Regions from separate parts of the Mus musculus genome. Here region 2 is linked to region 1. Evidence: chromatin contacts called from public Hi-C data. All regions are on one chromosome and are shown on one strand. Each heading gives the region's core, a stretch centred on a gene start, on an enhancer-like site or on the middle of the called end of the contact. The rest is flanking DNA. Distances are from core to core; before and after follow the strand shown.

The links. A called contact is a pair of places that touch in the nucleus more often than the background predicts.
Region 2: a Hi-C map of CD4 T cells shows a contact between it and region 1, with 2.6 times the contacts expected there. The contact joins the enhancer-like site here to the promoter of Abhd5 in region 1. A contact is called at or near these places in 2 of 39 promoter capture datasets (macrophages and neutrophils), 2 of 484 Hi-C or Micro-C datasets (CD4 T cells and the N1E-115 cell line), 1 of 115 datasets of contacts at active chromatin or transcription factors (bone marrow-derived macrophages) and 2 of 9 other capture datasets (adipose tissue and liver).

The regions. Positions count from the first base shown.
Region 1 is chr9:122,350,274-122,352,973 of GRCm38.p6, forward strand. It overlaps Abhd5 (abhydrolase domain containing 5), which reads left to right and starts at 1,343. Exons shown (of 7, transcript NM_026179.2): 1 at 1,343-1,566. The coding sequence starts at 1,514.
Region 2 is chr9:122,129,480-122,132,179 of GRCm38.p6, forward strand. It overlaps Snrk (SNF related kinase), which reads left to right. Exons shown (of 8, transcript NM_001357775.1): 2 at 2,414-2,463. Among named protein-coding and RNA genes, the nearest start is that of Snrk, 14 kb to the left of the region's middle. Within about 2 kb of position 1,397, at least 24 of the 459 cell types and tissues checked have an H3K27ac peak or open chromatin away from gene starts, as enhancers often do. A contact at or near this core is called in liver, where this site is marked.

The sequences.
Region 1 (2,700 bases), core at 93-2,592:
GAATGCCACATATTTTGGCCTTATTAGAATTATTTGAGACTCAGTTAGCTTACATCAGGCTCCTGAGTAGTTCCGGGCATCAGTACCACCCAGGTGTGGCTGAACTAAGAGAACCTATTACATATTCTCAGAATTTCATTTTTTGGAGTGTGGGGTAGAGGGCAGGATGGGAATTGAACCTAGGAACTAATGCATAGATGGCCCCTGCACAACACAGCTCCAGCTGTAGGCAGCTTGTCACAAGCACAAAGAGCTAGGCTAGTTCATACACTTTCTCCTGACCGGAGGAACCTGCCCCCAGCCAAGGGAAACATCCCTTATGCAACACCAGGATGCCTCTATTTGTTTAATCACAGTGAGTGCCATAGTTCTGAATTCTATTTTTAAAGCGCAGTCTTGGACTTACTTGCTAGCTGCTGACTTTCATTTGCCTGTACTGAGCTTTACTCTTTATCACTTTCACGCATTTGCTCACGTCCCTTAACCAGGAAAAAAATTATTAAAATAATCCCACTCGAGGGTGTGCCTCCTTGCCTGTATGTGCACCATATACATTAAGGTGCTCTGAGGCCAGAAGAGGGTGTTGCTCCCCTGGAACTGGAATTACAAGCAGTTGTGGGGCTCCACATGGATGCTGGAAACAAACCCATTCTCTTCTATAGGACAGTATGCACTCTTAACCACTGAGCCATCCCTCGAGCCCTCTCCCCTTTAAATTTATTTATTTTAAAGACAGGGTCTCACTGTGTAGCTCTGGCTGGCTAATCAGGCTAATCCAACTCACAGAAATGTGTTTGCCTCTGACTCCCAAGTGTTTTTGAAGGGTGTGGACCACCATATCGAGCTCATGAGAATATTTTTATGAGCCCTCAGCCCTCTATCATTTTAGAATGGATTCTAGGAAGTGCTCTCCCTCTCTCCCTCCCTCGCCCCTCTCTTCTGTGGTCTGTGGGGATGATGATGGTGGTGGTGGTGATGGTGGTGGTGTGTGTGTAATTCTAGTACCCACACATAAGCTCTCAGCCTTCCGGAGTCTAGAGTCTGGCAGGGTGGAGTGCAAGTTCCTAGAGGCCACCACCTGAAAGTAAGGGCTGGAGGGTCCAGCACCACAGGATGCGCACTTCTGCCACTCAGGCTATTTCTGGCTGGGGTCTCACTCCAGGCTACCTACGGCTTGCCTAGCGCCCCGTCCAGGGCAGTCCACACGGGCGGAATGACGCATTAATGGTCATTATTCCGACGGATGACTACCTAGGCTCCCGCGGCGTCGGGCTGACCTTCCTTACCAGTGCCCCCGCCTCCGCGCGACAGGCGGGCAGCGCATGCGTGTCTGCGAGGCCGGGCCGCTGGGACGCCGAGCCTGCGGTGGCGCGGCCGCGCCCTCGGATCGTCCCAGCGGGCGGACGACGCATGCGCGGGCGGTGCGGTCTTAAGGGCGGCCGCGGCCCGGGGCCGCCCAGTCGGCCTGTCAGCCGGCTTCGAGGTGTGTCCCTGCGCTTGCGCGGCGGCGGTGATGAAAGCGATGGCGGCGGAGGAGGAGGTGGACTCGGCAGACGCCGGTGGAGGGTGAGGATCACCCGGGAAGGGGGGGACGACGTGGGTCTCGTGCGCTCTGGCGACCCCGGGCGGCCAGCCGAGGGAAGGCGCGGGCGCCCGCTCTCTCGACCCGTCGGGGCAGACAGGCCCGGTCAGGGCCGCGGGGCTGCGGGGAGGGAAAGCGGCTGCTGTTGACGGCCGTCCCGGTGATCCCGAGCGCGGCGGAGCTCAGAACTCCGCGCCGGGAGCCGTGCGTCGCCAGGGTGGGAGAAGGCGTCGGACTCGGAGCCTCGCGGGACAGCCGATCGCCGCCGGTGCGCCTGGGGCGCTTGCGTCCCACCTCCCGCTGCCCCGTGCGTGCGCTCCCGTGACCCGGCGGTCTGGCTTCACTAGCCCTGGCAAACTTTGTGAAAGTTGAAGGGCAGATGCCTAACAGGAAGGAAGCCCTTAAGTTGTTGTTGTTGTTGTTTTGTTTTTTTTGGAAACCGGAGTCACTCTATGTAGCCCTTGCTGGCCTGGAAATCTGTAGACCAGGGTAGCTTTTCAACTCTGCAGAGACCCAATCCTTTTGCCTCAGCCGTCCAGTGCTGAGATCACATGTGTGAACCACCACACCCAACTTCTTCATAGACATAGTAAGTTATTCTTTTTTGTTTTTGATATGTCATGCCCTTGTGAGTAGAACAATGCTTGGTGGAAAAATTAAATTACTATGAAAGTTATTTCACTGATTCTCAAAAGGCTACTTGTTTTATATGGACGGGACTATACATCTCCTTTATAAATTATTTTGACAGTTGTACTTCAGCTATTTGGAGACATTTGTATGGGAAAGATAACCATAGGGTAAATAGATTATGGTAATGTGAAAGTAAGTATTTTGGAAAGATGTTAGGGGAGGAATATTTTTGAAATGCTAGAAACTACACTCTTCAAGTTTTGTTTAAGTGATAATTAACAAGTGGAGCCACTGTTTTGGTCTGTTGTTGAACTTCCTAGTTATATTGACATGAAATACAGAGTGTCATGTGGTACAACTAGGACCTGGTAGCTTGGGTTTCTATTAAATTTGTCAGGACATTTTTCTGGCTCTGAGAATTCTAACTTGTGGGCCCTTTTGGTCTTGATACTGTGAGGCTCAGGAATCCATAGCACAACGGTGAG
Region 2 (2,700 bases), core at 147-2,646, 220 kb before region 1:
ATTAAACTTTTTCTGAAACTAAACATGTTTTTTCACAGTTGAAATTCTAATTATGGACAAAGGCAGGTGCTACAGACCAGGGGTTGAGTGGTGAACAGAGCTGGATAAAGTTGAGACCACCGTAGGTAGCTAAGAGTGCGGATGTCCTCCCAGCACCGTGGCCACTCCTTTACTCTCGAGGTTAAAGTTTTCCATTCTATACGTTCAGATTTGCTATGAGTATATTACTTAAGATGGCGTGATGATGTAGTCTTGTAATCTTGGCATGTGGGAGACTGAGGCAGGAAGATCTGGAGTGGAGGCCAGCCTGGGCTACATAGTGATACTAAGTCAAACATTGCAGCAGGGAAGCAAGTACTTACATTTCTTTAAAAGGCATTTTATTGAAAATCAGATTTTAGCCAAGGAGTGGTGGTACACACGTTTAATCCCAGCACTCAGGAGGCAGATAGACCTCTAAGTTTAAGGCCAGTCTACAGAGCAGGACTACATAGTGAGACCCCCATCTCAAAAACAAAGAAACAACAACAGCAACAACAAAAAAGAAAAGAAAAAGAAAATCAGATTTTAGTGTTGTTAGACATATTATTTTCTGTATCCCAAGATCTTTCTTATTGCTAGTTTTTCAGTTTGATGTGTTAGGGACGCAAGAACCTAGTTCAGTGAGCTCTTCGCTTGATGTAGACAAGCAGCCAGGAGGAACAGCAGGAATGCGGCAGCACAAACAAGGTTGTGGGCGGTGTGTTTTCTGATCACAAATATTGTAGTCATATAGCGTATTTGATCTCTACTATTCTTAACCTACAGAAAAGATTTGTTTCTATTGCCTTTGAGTGTGCACATGCACGTGTGTGAGTTGCACATGTGTGTGCACTGCACATGATGAGTGCAGGTGCCACAGAGAGCTGAAGTTTCAGATGGTTTCTGAGTTGCAGGTGTTTGTGAGCCATCTGAGGTGAAATGTTGGGAATGGAGCTTAGGTAAGAGCATTGCAAGAGCGGTAAGAGTGCTGCCCTGCTGAGCCATCTCTCCATCCCCCTCCACAGCCTTTAGAGTCTGTGTGTTTGACTTAGTTTGTCTGGGGATGAAATATAGTGGCATTTTATATAAACCAGGCTGGCTTCAGACTCTTGATCCTTCTTACTCTGCCCTTTGAGTGCTAGGCTTACCGGCAGGGCTGTGTTCTTGTTAGTAACATGTCTACTGAGGGAGCTGACTGTACAGTAAGGTCAGGTAACTTGCTGAGGACCTGTGGCTTGTGATTGATGGTCTGGACTCATATGAAGGATAGCTTTCAGAACCAGTGCTTAACTACCATGCTGCCTTGATAGAGAAACTGCAGGAATGGCTGTTGGAGAGAGAAGCAGGCAGGGCTAGTGGGAGGAGCTGCTAAGGCCCACTTGGGGCTGAAGGGTCTGGCAGGCAGGCAGGCTGGCTGGTAAGCTGCAGTTTACCCGCCAGTGAATGGGAGACTGTGCGAATGGCTGTGGGGTCCTCTTGGCTCTCACTCCAGCAGACTTGCCTTTCTCTCCACACGTCATCTTTTGTGTCTGCTCTCCCACACCTTGTACTTTCTTTCAAGCACACCTGAACTTAGGCTCACTGACTGCCCAGACACTCAGCACCTTTAGTGGGACTGTGAGTTGCTTTGACCTACCAGAATTACTCAAGCCTTTTGCTTATTTGTGTTGTGTTTCAGGTTGGTGGAAAGCCTATAAGCCCACTTTGGAAAGGACTCCTTACTGTGCTCGGGATGGGAAACAGTGCAGCTGCTTTGCTCATAGTGACAGTTTTGTTTACTCTTTGGTGGCAGACATGAAGGTGTTTCGTGTGCTGCCTGTTGCTGGCATCACAATGCATTTCTGCCTTGCTTAGGAGTGTCTTATGCGGGTTCCTCTCCTCTGCTGCTGTAGTGGGAGCTTGGTGAACTTGTCCAGGGGTATAGGCAGGCCGAGCAGGATCCTAGTCAGAGATAAATCAGACAAGTTGAGCTTCATTATTCATTCTTTGCTGGTGCACAGTTAGGATTCAGCAGATGCAGGTTCAGGGCCTATTACCTAGGAGGTCTTTAGAAAATGGCAGGTGTTCTTGGGGTTCATTGCAACTATTTTTTTAAAAGCTGTGATTCGGGCTGGGGCTGGAGCTGGGGCTGGGGCTGAGACTGGAACTGGGACTGGGACTTAGTGACAGAAAACTTGCCTAGCATGAGCAAAGCCCTGGCTTCAGTCTCTTGCAGTGGCAGGGAAAGGGGAATAGTAATTAATAGAGGGAAGAAAGATAATAGGAGGAGACAGGTCACCAAGGACAGATTTGCAGTTTGCAGGTTTGTCTTGTCCTAGAATATGTAGTTTTACTTTAAACAAAATTGAAACAAATAGAATGCACTGAAATCATTTTCTGTATTTTCCTTTAGGAGAAACAACAAATACTGGTAACAGAGTGATTTGGTATGCTGTTTGCAAGGTACGTCCTCGAGCCAGTACAGACACACCTGCACCTCTCCCAGTCACCTCTCAACATTAGCATATATGGGCAGGACAGAGCCACTGAGAGCCTCAGAGAGGGAGCAACAATTTATAATACTGCGTATTTATATATTTTTATACACACGCACACACACACACATATATATATAATGTATATGTATATGTATGTACATGCATGCTGCGTGTATATGTGGAGGCCAAAGGTTATCGTTGT